Regions from separate parts of the Mus musculus genome. Here all the other regions are linked to region 4. A link is a contact called in public Hi-C and HiChIP or PLAC-seq data. All regions are on one chromosome and are shown on one strand. Each heading gives the region's core, a stretch centred on a gene start, on an enhancer-like site or on the middle of the called end of the contact. The rest is flanking DNA. Distances are from core to core; before and after follow the strand shown. Region 1 overlaps Akap7 (A kinase (PRKA) anchor protein 7). Region 2 holds the start of Akap7 (A kinase (PRKA) anchor protein 7). Region 3 overlaps Epb41l2 (erythrocyte membrane protein band 4.1 like 2). Region 4 holds the start of Tmem200a (transmembrane protein 200A). Region 5 holds the start of Epb41l2 (erythrocyte membrane protein band 4.1 like 2).

Region 1 (2,700 bases), core at 177-2,676, 820 kb after region 4:
GACCGTTAAAGCCCGGTGTAGAGTTCAGTAAGGTTGTTAGAGAAAGTATCAGAATAAACATATGGTAGATAATGGAGGCCCGTGAGGTGGTCTTGTGGGTACAGGCGCTTGCCACAAGCCCCGTGATCTGAGTGGGTTCTCTTGGCTCACATGTTAGAGGGAGAGGAACCAGTTCCTGCAGGTTGTCCTCTGACTGCCCTACAGTCGTTGTGACATTTGATCATGTATGTGCACGCACATGCACAAATGTAAATAAATGTAAAAAATAAAAGTAGATAAGTTTGAAGTACCCAGGTTCCTAATGGAGCATCATTTATAACGGTAACACAATGGGAAGAACGTGAAACAGCGTACGTACTGCTGAAGGACAGGCTAGAGAGAAGATTCTAACAGTGCCTTTGCTAGGTGCATTCATCAATGTTTTCTTCAGTTTTCCTTTTCTTCGACTAGCTCAGACCATCAGAAAATTGAAAACTTACTTAAATAAAACCATGTCTCTATAGACGTGATATGGCAAAGTTGCTTTCAAAATCTTTCACTTTCACGGCTTAGAGAAATGTTATCTATGTATTTAAAAGTAAATGTTGCTAATTAGGTTTTAATATGCTAAGTAACCAAAAAAAAAAGCTGATTGGAATTTTCTCGTTCTGTTTTGTTTTTAATCTTGTTTTGGGACAAAGTCTCATGTAGCCCAGGCTGGCCTCCCACTCACTGTGGAGTTGAGGATGGTCTTGACCTTCCACATATACCACCATGTCAGGACAGACCCAGGGCTTTGCGTGTGCTAGACAATACTCTACTGAGCTATATTCCCACCCCGTGCCCAACTTATTTTTTAATCTCAGTATCAGAATATTTTCTTAAGCAAAATACTTTTTACTTGTTGAATATTGGATGTTTAACTTGCGTCTTCTGAGGCAGACTTGCTTGTGAGAGAACTTAGATTTTAGTTTATTTGATTTAGACTGTAGGACACTTCAGCCATCTTCCTTTCTCTCGTTTTCTTTAGTTTATAATCATCTTAAGTCCTGTTTTGGGGTAGGGTCGGACAAAGTGTGAACAAGCAGCCATCTGAGCAATAGTATTTAGAAGGCAAATAGGATGTAAGCACATTAGCTGGTGGACGGGAAGGCAGCTCACAGAGCTGTGAGGGCAGATCATTCCAGAATCGATGCCCACAGGCAACACTGTATTTTCTCTCTGACTCGAGAGAAAATGCTAGACCCAAGTCTTTTCCTTTGTAATATAACTATCACCAGAACGTTTCTAATTAGTCAATCAGTCATTGTCCTTTTAAATAATTCAATGGGGGCTTGCAACAAGAATTCCATCCATTTGCTGCAAATATTCCCACAAAAATACTTTCCAGTATCCATGAAAGCTACATTGTGTGCCGAGGAATGTGAGCTCTCACCAGCTGTCATGGGAGCAAGAGCCCTGCGCATGCTCATTCGTCATTTTAGCACAGGCCACTGCCCCTGCAAGAGCCTGCACATGCTCATTCGTCATTTTAGCACAGGCCACTGCCCCTGTAATTCCTTTTCTTATTCCAGTTGTACTAGGAGTATTTATATTCTGAAAATTTCATTAAAACAATACAAAAAATAGAAATCGGAGGGAAAATATCACCAGCTGTTAAGCTTACTTTCCACCTGTCATGTATTATACTGTTGCTTTTCTTTGTATTTTTCCAGTGTGCTCACAAGAAATCCAGACATACTAATAGTCATGGGAGATTTTCATTTATTTACGCATTGAAGCAGAAGATTTTATTTATTTATTTATGTTGTTGTTTTGAGAAAAGGTTTTGTTCTGTAGCCCTGCCTGGTACTGTGTAGCCCGGGCTGGCCGTGAGCTCGAAGTGGACCTCCTGTCTTAGCTTCCAACTGCTGACATTGTGTGCGTGCTACGATGTCAGCTGTTAGTGATCAGGCACTGCCCTGAGAACAACAGGCACTGGAGTCAAGTTGCTTCTGCCATCCATGGAGTATTCGCGTAGTCAGAATGTAGACAAGTTTTAGTATTTTATTTCTTTTGTTCACTGGATTACATTTTGGCGTCAGGGGTTGAACGCAGGGCCTTTGCCATTACAAGTATATTCCTGGCACTGAATTCCATCCACAGTCTCTAGATTTGGTTTTAAAGGAATTCTTCAGAATCAGGCGTCTGAAGACCAACAGCATCTTTATTGGGATCTCTCTGTCGCCTCCCCTAAGTCCCCTGACCCCTTTGAAAGAAGCCAAGGAAGACACACAGGGAGATATGGCTTGTTGCCGAGTAACGGGAAGCACTGTGGAGGTGAGAGTGGGCAGTGGCCAGAGCTGTGGCCGACCTCTCTACATGCAAGGCAGGTTTTCTAAGGTGTCTGCACCAGCCACCTTCCTGAGGGACATTTCCCTGCCTGGGTGATTGGCTCTGTTAGGTAGACTCAATGGCTGTTCATCAGATATTTTGCTAAACGGTGACCTTATAAGGTTTAGGACTCATAAAACCAGGTTTAGATAGTTATCCATGACCTTCAGGGAAATTGAGGATGTCATATCTCCTCCCAGGGCTAGACATTTGACTCAGGTCTCATTCCTCAAACAGTAATTAGAGTCATGGAGTTCTAGTCTTTGTTTATAAAGTGTCTACCCCCCCTAATATCCTCTAAGCCTGCACACATCTGACAAGTTACCTAATGGCATCAATACAATAAGT
Region 2 (2,700 bases), core at 10-2,509, 780 kb after region 4:
TGGTGTTCTGGTTCCTCCACTGAAGTTATATCCCAAGGCTAAGGATTACACCACAGATGTGTGGTTAAAATAGAAACACAGCGCTTTGGTTTTGTTTTGTTTTTAAAAGGAGGGAAATCCAGGAGTGGGCTCTTGAGCTGAAGGAAGACACCTCGCCCCCAAGCATCAGACCACACATGAGGTGCAGAACCCACGTCTCCCAGGTCTGTAGCGTCCTTTGTGAAGCCCGAGGAGGGGGGAGTGGGGGTAGTGCTCTACTCTTTGCAAACTGGCTGTCAACCTTGCTGTGTCAGTGCACTGCTCCTACTCCCCAGTTACATAAATACACCTTTAAAACAGAGTGGGGAGTAATCCTTACAAAGAGAAATGTATAGTCTACTTCCAGCAGGAAAAGGGAGGGCAAAGAGTTGTTTCTCTGTCTACTGCGTAAAGTAATCCTTATGCTTAAACGTCTTATCTGTACCCTGTCCAGTCCAGCTAGCATCGGCTGGCCTTTGAGGATCCTCTTGCCGCAAGCTCCCTTACTTATTTTTCGTTCTTTCTCTGTGATTAGATAGCCTGCTCCTTTAAAAAGACCGTTTTCCGTGAAGATCCACAAAAAGGGGCTAAGCAGGGAATTCTTCAAAGTTCCCTACCAGCTTTAAGGGCTACAGCTGTGGAGAAGAGACACACCACCATATTTTCTTAAATTAAAATTACATTCCCCAACAAACCAGCAGTAATACCACCATTTGCCCCCAGCCCGGAAAAAAACAGTAGCATTCTTTTCTACAAGACATATTCATATTTTAACTATTAAAAAAAATAGTTTTCTCTTATTTTATTCAGATACTGAGGAGCCTTGCCTGCAAAAAATTTGTAGATGATTTCATTTAACAATTCCAACTTTTAGCTCTTAAACTGCTGTTGAAAATGCTACTTTTGGGGGGGGGGTAATGGCAAGTAAATAAAAGCATCTCATTATAGCGACGTTCAAGGTCTCGCTATTGTATTGTACATTTTGCTCAGCCCGCCTATTTTGCAATCAGATCTGTGTTTCCAAAGCTCCACGCTAAAGCAAACACACGGGTTCTCAAGGGACAGCGGGCCAAGGAATGCTCTCTGGATCCCTGGCTCGCCCCTCCGAGCGTGGGACGGGAAGGGCCGCGCCGCAGGAAATAACCGAGGGCGGCCAGAGGTCGGAGCCCGAGCCCAGCACGGCCCCGGGGACCGCCCCGATCCGGGTATCCACGCCTCGCCGGGCCGGCCCCTTCCGGCTCCTCCTGAAGCGGCGGGTGCCGGGGATGCTGCGACTCGCGGGGCGTTGCGCCTCCGCAGGCCTGGCCGCCGCGGCCCGCGCCCCCGCCGTCCCGCGCGCCCCGGGCCCGCGCCTCCGTCTCTGCGCCGCGACCATGGAGCGCCCCGCCGTGGGTGAGAGCGCTCCGCCCTGCGCGCCCCGGGGCGGCCTCTGCCGTGGGGCGTGCTCGCCCGCCCCGCTCCGCCTCCCAGGCCGCCCGCAGCCCCACGCCCCTCGCGATCGACCCTCCCCCTACACCCTGGGCATCCCGGTCCAGCCCGGTAGTCCGGGCAGTTTGGTTGCATCCGTGGGTCTCCGTGCACCACTCCACTCCTCGAACCGAAAGGGGTGTACACACAAGTTGTTGTTTCTCTTACCTCTTCCTATCTTGTGACCCATGACCCAGAGTTTTGCAGCACATCCTTTCCTACTGTGTTGGGGAGGTTAACAAAATCAAGGGGGGAAAAAAAAAACTCCGTTTTATTTACCTAATTATTTTTTAAAATGGCAAATAGAAGCCTCTGAACACTGTCTTGTCTCATTTAGGGTTTTACTCGAGGCTTGGCAAGGCACACTTTAAAACGGGCGCCAATCTGCTGGCGCCCAGGATGTACTTCAGCTTGGGTCAACTTTCGTTGTATGCTGAACCTGGGTAGGAATTAGAGGTTGGACTCGGAGGGAAAGGGACTGGGAAGTAAGGGGAAAAAGGTGTTCTACAAGAACACCTACATGTATACAAAGCGTAAGAATATTAAAATAGGCAGTCCAAGCATGCTATGTAAATACTTTATATGTATGTAAATATAAATCAGGTGAATAATGTACATGCGTTTATAAATTTCATGTGAATGCAATTACTCGTATCACGTGAGGAGATGCCCAGAGTGTCCCTGCTTGAGATGTTTTTATAAGGTTACAGGAGTGTGGGTAATAGGCAGAAGGGAATAGGGTAATAGTTGGAAAGAGAGGACTCTTCTCACCTTTTTACACCGTGTGGCTTTGCAGTTTGGGATGCTGTTAGCGCATCGTTTCCCTATAGTGACAAAGCTTATGGCACTTGTCCAGTTTACTGGGTCCTTCCATTCATGTAGTGTCGATTTGTCAATTTCTCCTTAATAATTTGGATTGCTCCCTCTTCATGAGGCGCAAATGGAAGCACACTGGGTAAGTGGCCTGGTTGGCATGAAGTTTAAACATTTCTGGAGACCTACTCTGCTGTTTTACGTAGCTAGTCGAAGTAGATAGACCGTAATGAATGACAGGCCCATTCCATAGCTGTTTACAGTGCTGGGGAACCAGAAGAGAGTCTTGCCCAATGAAGGTGTGTTTTGTTGTTCAGATAGGAAACTTACTTTGTAGGACTTGGGCAGTCTGTCTGTCTGTCTGTCTGTCTTTTTTGTTTTCTGTTTGCTTGGCTTTGGTAG
Region 3 (2,700 bases), core at 30-2,529, 650 kb after region 4:
ACACGATTGCCCCAACGATTCCGGAGGATTCCTGATGGGGCAACTGAAGTACAAAGAGGTGGGGTGCGGAACTGTTTAGTGAGCAAACAGACATGACTGATAGGAAGCTAGGTGGTGGAGGAAAGGAGAACAGAATTCCTTAAAGTCAAAAGACAAAGAGGAATACAACTGGCCTAAAGAACCTTCCAAAGAGACCAGGAATAAGAACAAAGGAATCAAAGCTACTTGGATGGTACTTGACTGAGGTGTCTATACAACACTAGACTGAAGAATGAAAGGCTGGGTAGTGACAGAATGACAGAGGCTCGAACTGCTAGGTCAGGTAGTGTCAGAGGGGATAGAGCCCTGGGGCAAAGGGAGTAAGGAAGACATTCCCAATGAATTTTCAAGGAACTTCAAGAAACAGTGTGAGATGACAAGAAGGGAGCCAGCCGTTGAATGTGAATGCCGGGAGGCATCCAGACACACACAGGAAGGCAGCTGTAGGGACTCACAAAGATTAAGGGGTGCTAAGAGAGTGTGGTGCAGGAGGGAGAGGCAAGCAGGCCACAGAAGCTCTGCCTGGCTGGCACTGGGAAGGCAGGAAGCAGTAACTACCACACCTCACAGAGGGCAGGATGACACATGCTCCACGTATGTAACCTAAGGCACCAATATCTTAGAAGAGAGGGGAAATCGCTTCTAATGAGGGGCACCACACACACACACACACACACACACAATCCATGTAAACAAACAGGAAGCACACAAGAACCCTTGGGCTAAACAATTTCAAAGAGAAGCGATTGTTCCCTTCTGCTTTTTAACTTCTCGGTGTTTGGAATTTCCTGTATAATCTTTCATCTTCTGATATATAAACTTGATCTGTAAAGCAGAACTTAGTAAACTACCACGAGGAACACAACCCAATGAGTGTCAGTGTACCTATAGGATGTATGAAGGCAGAGAACTGAAAAACTCACCACTAAAGCGGAAGAGCTTAAGGAAGGGTGGTCAGTTCTCATCAGAGTGTTTACCAAGGGCCCAACTACATTTATTTTACAAGATAGAAAAACTACAACTGTGATTCCTACTCTGAAACTGTGAGGCCTGAGTCTAATAAAAGCTCAGTTCAGAGAATAACCAGTGAAGACCACCAGCACCAACAGGACCCCTAAGAGCATGTGAGGTTATGAGACAGTGCTCCTTTTATAGAGTTGAACCCTGTCCAGGGTGGGCTTTAAGATGTTCTGACGGTGCACACAAACACTATCTGGAGGGGAACCAAAACAGCACAGCTGCAAGCCATCTTCCCCTGCTGTTGGAAGCCACTTGATCACAGCCCCTCCCTTTCAGAGAGAGTCTATAAAAGCCAGAAGCAGGACTAGTTTCCCCTACAAACTGCTTAGTGGAACTGCACTCTCCTGATCCAAACTTTAAAACTAATATACATAATAGTTGCTTTAATTTAGAATGGAAAACATAAAAACTTGAGAAAAATCCCCATTTGAACCAAAACTTAAGTAGATAAACATACATCTGCAAGTTACAGCCTGCCACCATCATCTCAAACAGGAAATTTGGATCTACAGTGGCAGAAATTTCTTTTTCAAACTTCTGAGTAGTAGTAGTAGTAAAAAAAAAAAAAAAAAAAAAAATTAAATAATTTGTATTCATATTAAGAATATTTATTTGAACTTCATATTTATGGCATGTGGCTATTTCATGACAGCTAAAACTAAGAAAAAGCTATCTTAAAACCACTGAAGTAATACCAAGGCATACTCTGGCAGCTCAATGGGCACCTCCTGACACTGTCACTCCCAAGGCAACAACAGACTCTCCTATTCAAATACATCATCTGCAGACCAGAGAAAAATCAACACCTACTTCTCAACAACCAAAAAAAAATAAATAAAAATGAAAACACAAAGAAATAGGCCTCCCCAAATTTCACTACACAACTTTCTTTTTTTTTTTTTTTTTTTTTTACATTTATGTAATTCTTTTTTTTTTTTTTTATATTTATTTTTTATTCGATATTTTCTTTTTTTTTTCCATTTTTTATTAGGTATTTAGCTCATTTACATTTCCAATGCTATACCAAAAGTCCCCCTTACCCACCCACCCCCACTCCCCTACCCACCCACTCCCCCCCTTTGGCCCTGGCGTTCCCCTGTACCGGGGCACACAAAGTCTGCGTGTCCAATGGGCCTCTCTTTCCAGTGATGGCCGACTAGGCCATCTTTTGATACATATGCAGCTAGAGTCAAGAGCTCAGGGGTACTGGTTAGTTCATAATGTTGTTCCACCTATAGGGTTGAAGATCCCTTTAGCTCCTTGGGTACTTTCTCTAGCTCCTCCATTGGGAGCCCTGTGATCCATCCATTAGCTGACTGTGAGCATCCACTTCTGTGTTTGCTAGGCCCCGGCATAGTCTCACAAGAGACAGCTACATCTGGGTCCTTTCGATAAAATCTTGCTAGTATATGCAATGGTGTCAGCGTTTGGATGCTGATTATGGGGTGGATCCCTGGATATGGCAGTCTCTACATGGTCCATCCTTTCATCTCAGCTCCAAACTTTGTTTCTGTAACTCCTTCCATGGGTGTTTTGTTCCCACTTCTAAGGAGGGGCATAGTGTCCACACTTCAGTCTTCATTTTTCTTGAGTTTCATGTGTTTAGGAAATTGTATCTTATATCGTGGGTATCCTAGGTTT
Region 4 (2,700 bases), core at 106-2,605:
CTTCCTTCTTCTTTGACTGAATAACTGGAATATAAGTTCAGATTGGTAATTGTGATCAGTGGTGATAAGAATGAGTCTAGATCTTTTCCCGAAGTCTTTCCTCATCAGCCTCTCTTTGAAGACTGCCTGGACATGTGATGCCTGTGATGTCTGGATTGCCATTTTAAATGTTTCCCTGTACATTGTAGACACTGTGCTACATTAAAAGAGCAGGATGGGAGGAACCTATTACCCACCCCTTTACAAGTCAGGAAGGCTTGCTAGGAAGTGTGTTCTCTTGGGAGCTTTGAGGAGAAAGGAAGAGTCAGGGCATTCTTGTACAACGAGTAGAACCTTACTAGGCTCACACGATTAATAAGGTTCCTTGACAAATGTGCTAGAAAACCTCAGAGAACTGATCAAATGGCTTTGGGCCAAGAGAACTAGCCACATGAAGGTGGAAGGAAAAGAAAACCACAGATGGCTTACAAGGTGACTCATTTCTCCTACCCCATCCCATCTACTTTCTTTCTTTTTTTCTTTTTTTTTTTTTTTTAAGCATTTGGTCCTGAAATTTCAGAAAAAGTATTTAACCTCCATACTGAAGCAAGATTTTTTTTTTAAAACCACTATTGCCCGTTTTTACAGTCTTTCTCCATTGCCAGTGTCATCTTAATGACCTGTCTGGCCTCTACGGGTTGCCTTATTTTCTTGAGTCTAGATTTTTTCCCCACAGAATCCAGTAGCTGACACATTGAAATAGATACACACCAGAGCAGAATATTTGCCTCTTGCCTATGAGTTAAAAAAAAAATCCAAGAAACTCATGGATTTACAAAACCATAGCTCAGCTACGGTTGCTGTACACTGCACACTCCAACGCAGTAATTTGAATACGAAACTTTATTTACTGACTTGATCTTCAGCCAGAGTGGGCGCTTTGGTCCCTTGCAGAATTGCACGTGACTATTATTTCAATTATTTCATTCTATGGACAGGACATGTTTTTTTTTTTCTCACTGATAATTTTTGGTAACTTGAAGCCTTCATTGGATTTGATATCTGGAGCTTAGCCTCAGACTCATCATCTTAGGATACAATTAGCCCCTGCCCCTCACAACCCCATGCCCAGAACCCTTCCCAACCAGTCTGCTCTACTGGAACTAACTTCCCAGCAGCTTAAACCCTCTGAGGGCTAGGAGTGCAGTATCTCTTGGGGGTCCAGGTCTGACTTTGTTAGCACAGCACTCGTGCAGCCGCCAGGGGGACCCCGACCCTCCCAGGCTGCATCTGATAAGAAAGCATCCGAGGGGCGTGGAACCGAGGGGCCTATGGATCCTTCTTCCAGAAAATACAGAGTCCGCCGGGGATCCCCAGTTCTTATTGAGACAGGAGGGGCAGGTATCTCCCGTTCTGGAACTCGCGTCCGACGGTGATGAGAAGCGAGTGGGTGTGTCCGCTTCCGCCCGCTGGCCTTCAGATGAAGCAGATCGCCTGGAAGCGGTACTTTGTTCCCCAAATGGGTTTTGTATGGGCGCCATCCCGGCGCTAGAAGTACAACTTTGCAGCCAGGGCGCCGGGTAGCTGGGTTGGGGTCCGGGGGGAAGGGTGGGTCCTGCACGCAGCTCTTGCACAGCTTGGCGACTGGGCCGGCGGAGTTCCCACGGGTCGTGGGCGGCGGTGCGATTAGCACCGTCTGGGTCCCCGGCTGCTGGCGACGCTCCGGGAAGCCCGTCCCGCCCTCGCCCCCGATCCTCCTCTTGGCGGCTTCGGGGGCTAGAATTCATCAGGAACCAAGCCCAAAACTTTCCCTCGAGCCCCGCATTCCTTTTGTCTTTCTTGGCGGCGGCGGAGACGCCTTAGCTGCGATCTTTTGCCCTGGCCTCGGTCACCGGTACCCTAGAAGGATAGGGGCTGCGCTCGTCCGATGGCGGCGGCCGCGTCCCCCAGATGCGCGAGTCAGGGCGCCCGCACCCCGGCCTGACTCATCTTCCTTTGGTGACCGCACCGCGTCCTCAGCCGGAGCCCCACGGGGATGGGGAGTGAGACCGTGGCTGCCCGCAGCTGCCCAGATTCCTCCTGACGCCCCCGACCCCGCCGCCTCCCTCGCTGGTCCCCGGAGGCGCACGCTGTCGCGACAGCTGTGAGAGCGAAGAGCCCGGAGAGGCCACCGGAGCCCCGAGACCAGGCGCTCAGGACAGGTGAGTGGACCACCAGGGTGCTGCGGGGCGTGCAGAGGTGGGTGGGCGAGCCCTGCAGCTGTACCCCGGGTTTCTGAAACCCCTTCTCCTCCCCTCCGCTTTAGCCCGCAGAGTTAGGGGAAACAATGACTCCCAAAGTTTGGGGGAATGAACCAAGTCCTCCATCAGTTCCAGACTTCTTGGTCTCCAGAGTACAGGAGAGGTGGTGCGGGGCAGCCTGTGAGCAGCCGGCTTCTGAGAGCGCCTGGCTTCGCGTCTTGGAGCTACACCCTCCTTTGTCTAAGGTTCCAGAGTCAGCAATCTTTGTGAGGGTCTACGGCGTTAATTTATGGTAGACAAAAGTGTGAACAGGGTTCCCTAGATCAGTATTTCAGTGTGATCCTACCTGCATAAGCAAAACGAAGAGGGGTAATTGTCTATAGGCTTCAGCACGACTCTCCTCCCCACAGACTGCCTAAGAAAGGACTCGTAAGATTTGCTTCACTAATTGTTTTGCAATAATTGCGTGTTCACGCCAACA
Region 5 (2,700 bases), core at 51-2,550, 720 kb after region 4:
GAAAGAAAGAAAGAAAGAAAGAAAGAAAGAAAGAAAGAAAGAGAGAGAGAGAGAGAGAGAGAGAGAGAAGAAAAGAAAAGAAAAGAAGAAAGACAGACAGGAAGGACTGAAGAAAAATGAGTGGAGAAAACTGAGACCGTTTTTGTTTTGTTTTGTAGCTAATCACAGAAACAAGAACATACTGCCCTGCACACCCCACATTTCACATGCAACAAAGTTCAAGAAACAGAGAGAATCTTGATTCCCAAAGGAGGAAATGTAAGTACAACTCCCCTAGATGCCACCGTGCCTACCACTCTCCCAGGAACCTTAAAAATCAGGGACAGCTGTTCAGGTGACAGATTTTCTGAAGGGCTTCCTCATTTTGTAAGGAAGCTCCACGGAGACCACTCCCCAAAATAAGACACCGGGGGAAGAGGGCGCTCTTCTAACTTCACCCCAAATAAATAAATAAAACTTGGCCCCGCCTGAGGCTGGCGTCTGGGGACATTTAATGACTAACGTCCACCGCAGACGTCTGGGGTTGAGGATGGGGGATCCCGAGATGCCAACCTCAACGCCACCGACTCGGTTATTTCCTCCTCGTAGCCCCTGACCTGCAGCTCACCTAAACTGCTCCCACCCCTCAGCTGCCAGCGCCGAGAAAAAGAAGCCATCGGGGGCGGATGGCCTGGTGTCCGAGCTGGAAGGCTCGCCGCAGAAAACGTGCGAGGGTGTCTGTCCTCAGCTCCAGACCGCACAGTGGGCGGCGGGGACAGAGGGTCGCCCGCGTTGGCCCGACCTGCGGCGCGCGTGGGGCTGGGTGGCTGGCGGGGCGCGCTCCCTCCCCGACTCCCGCAGAGCCCACGCGCGCCGCGGGCCCGCGTCTGGCGACCCTCGGGAGAGAGGGCGCGGCGAGCCCCCGGCACCCAGGATGGAGCCGCACGCCTCGGCAGGGCCGGGGCGCGAGAGCCCGGGGACGCCGCCGCGGTCCCCGCCCGGGAAGGAGAGAGACGGGCCCGCGGCCGCCCCCTCCCCCGCCCGGGATGGCCGTCCGGGCTTCCTGCCGGGGTCCGCTTCCCGCCTGCAGCGTGTCAGGACCCCGCCCGCCACTCCGCAGCCCGCTCGCCTCCTTACCCGGACACCGCCCCTCTCGAGCTTGCTCGCCCCGGGAACGCGTCCCGTTCCAGCCTCGGACGCCGCCGGCCCTCCGCACCCGCCGCCTCCACCCTCCTCTGGGTTTCAAATTGAAATTCCCTGACTGGGGCCGTCAGAGAACTCTCCGCGCAAGCCCCGCCCCCTCCTGGCGGAAGCCCCGCCCTCGTCCCCCGCCCGGCACGCCCCGGGCGCGGAAACCCCCGCGGGCAGGCCACGCCCCACGGCCAAAGCCACGCCCCCGGCGCCTGCTGGCGTGGGAGGGGGGCCTTCCCGAGGGGTTCGCGCGGCTCTCGGGCCCAGTGCCCCGCCGCAGGGGTGCGTTTCGCCCTCGGAGCGACCCTGGAGATAATGACAGCCAGTGCACGTGTGCGAGGCGTTCTTTCTGAGTATCTTGGCCTTAAATGCCCTCTCAACTTCGAAAAGTTCTTTCTTCGGAGTGCTTTCACTAACCAAACCTTCACTGGATGCCTTTTTCGTGGTAGACGGTAGAGCAGGTCCAGGAAACCGAATAAGGAAAGCCGGGTCCCCCCTCAGTCTGCAGTGAAAGAAGTGCTTTCACAGGATAGGCTTGAAAAGAATCCATTTATTCTTCCTGTGGGAGAGGCAGGAGAGATTGGGTAAACCCTGTGGAGGAGAGGCGCTTTGATGCTCAGCCTTACTAGTCAGGATATCTCCCGGCAGAGAATTGAGAACCTAGCTTGCAAAGTATAATGGGGATAAGGCAGTGACAAAAAATTAAAATAAAAAAATACACACACGTGATATGTATATATTATATATATGAATGATATAGATAGATAGATAGATAGTGGTAAGTTTTACACATTAGTACAATTAGACCTCAATCTCTTCTACTTATTTCATCTTTTCTGAGCATTGCATGTCAAGCTGTCAGAGTGGCAGCCCACTGCCTCCAGCATCTTCAACCCCACCCTGTGTTCTTCTAGTCATTTGCTTCCTCCCACCTCTAATAAAATCTTTAATGATTCACCTCTGCCAATTTCCTTCCTAAACATTGTAAAATTAGCAAGATCAAATTAACCATCAGTAGCAATGCCTTGCGTGTGGATACTTCCCAGGTAATGGCACACATGCAGGTGTTTTATCAGCTGGTTCCTCGCTATGAAAAGGGTACCTACATCAAAAAGAAAAGAGTTGGGGAAATAAATTACTTGCTAGAATCATCCTTGTAAATAATAAAATTATTGCTATAATAGCATTTGTTGTGTGTCAGGAACTTGAGTTGACTTAGTTGACTTCAGTCCCAGACGCTAAGAACACAAGGAGAGTTTGATAAGCTGTTTAATGAATACTGGAATCCTGATTACATACATTTCTAGCATAAAGAAGGCTTGGAATAATTGGTGTTGCTTTTCTGTTGCTATGAGGAAATGCCTGAAACAGATAACTTTGAAGAGATTTCCTCATGGCGCCATAGGCTTCTGTCCTTGGTCACCCAGTCCTTTACTTTGAATGGGTGGCAAGGTATCACGGCAGGGACCACATTGAGCAAACTACCTCATGGAATCTGAGAAGCAAGAATTGAGAGACTGAGGTCCTAAT

Evidence for each region. Hi-C and Micro-C count contacts between places; a contact is called where the count stands out from the background. HiChIP or PLAC-seq counts read pairs in DNA pulled down with a chosen protein or histone mark.
Region 1: a contact with region 4 is called in a Hi-C map of myocytes, with 4 times the contacts expected there. The contact joins the enhancer-like site here to the promoter of Tmem200a in region 4. A contact is called at or near these places in 17 of 39 promoter capture datasets (the 3T3-L1 cell line, cranial neural crest, embryonic stem cells and 9 more), 28 of 484 Hi-C or Micro-C datasets (the C2C12 cell line, cardiomyocytes, cerebellum and 14 more), 14 of 115 datasets of contacts at active chromatin or transcription factors (the NIH/3T3 cell line, VIP interneurons, astrocytes and 9 more) and 1 of 9 other capture datasets (embryonic stem cells).
Region 2: an H3K4me3 HiChIP or PLAC-seq map of embryonic forebrain shows a contact between it and region 4, with 8 times the contacts expected there. The contact joins the promoter of Akap7 here to the promoter of Tmem200a in region 4. A contact is called at or near these places in 5 of 39 promoter capture datasets (cranial neural crest, embryonic stem cells, hippocampal neurons and 1 more), 1 of 484 Hi-C or Micro-C datasets (uterus) and 9 of 115 datasets of contacts at active chromatin or transcription factors (differentiating embryonic stem cells, embryonic forebrain, embryonic hindbrain and 6 more).
Region 3: a FOXA1 HiChIP or PLAC-seq map of pancreatic cancer cells shows a contact between it and region 4. The contact joins the enhancer-like site here to the promoter of Tmem200a in region 4. A contact is called at or near these places in 3 of 39 promoter capture datasets (embryonic stem cells, hippocampal neurons and liver), 1 of 484 Hi-C or Micro-C datasets (liver) and 2 of 115 datasets of contacts at active chromatin or transcription factors (neural tube and pancreatic cancer cells).
Region 5: a contact with region 4 is called in an H3K4me3 HiChIP or PLAC-seq map of embryonic forebrain, with 2.3 times the contacts expected there. The contact joins the promoter of Epb41l2 here to the promoter of Tmem200a in region 4. A contact is called at or near these places in 4 of 39 promoter capture datasets (cranial neural crest, frontonasal cranial neural crest, hippocampal neurons and 1 more) and 2 of 115 datasets of contacts at active chromatin or transcription factors (embryonic forebrain and embryonic hindbrain).

The regions. Positions count from the first base shown.
Region 1 is chr10:25,260,132-25,262,831 of GRCm38.p6, reverse strand. The region is part of intron 5 of Akap7 (A kinase (PRKA) anchor protein 7); the gene reads left to right. Among named protein-coding and RNA genes, the nearest start is that of Gm25016, 4.7 kb to the left of the region's middle. Within about 2 kb of position 1,426, at least 21 of the 459 cell types and tissues checked have an H3K27ac peak or open chromatin away from gene starts, as enhancers often do. A contact at or near this core is called in myocytes and neural stem cells, where this site is marked.
Region 2 is chr10:25,295,638-25,298,337 of GRCm38.p6, reverse strand. It overlaps Akap7 (A kinase (PRKA) anchor protein 7), which reads left to right and starts at 1,259. Exons shown (of 8, transcript NM_001379238.1): 1 at 1,259-1,410.
Region 3 is chr10:25,424,825-25,427,524 of GRCm38.p6, reverse strand. All of the region lies in intron 1 of Epb41l2 (erythrocyte membrane protein band 4.1 like 2), which reads right to left. Among named protein-coding and RNA genes, the nearest start is that of Epb41l2, 66 kb to the right of the region's middle. Within about 2 kb of position 1,279, at least 128 of the 459 cell types and tissues checked have an H3K27ac peak or open chromatin away from gene starts, as enhancers often do. A contact at or near this core is called in embryonic stem cells, liver and pancreatic cancer cells, where this site is marked.
Region 4 is chr10:26,077,618-26,080,317 of GRCm38.p6, reverse strand. Tmem200a (transmembrane protein 200A) reads left to right here and starts at 1,355. Exons shown (of 3, transcript NM_001358814.1): 1 at 1,355-1,482; 2 at 1,999-2,180. It overlaps Gm9767 (predicted gene 9767), which reads right to left and starts at 2,063. Exons shown (of 1, transcript NR_028030.2): 1 at 871-2,063.
Region 5 is chr10:25,358,398-25,361,097 of GRCm38.p6, reverse strand. It overlaps Epb41l2 (erythrocyte membrane protein band 4.1 like 2), which reads right to left and starts at 1,300. Exons shown (of 20, transcript NM_001199265.1): 1 at 1,117-1,300.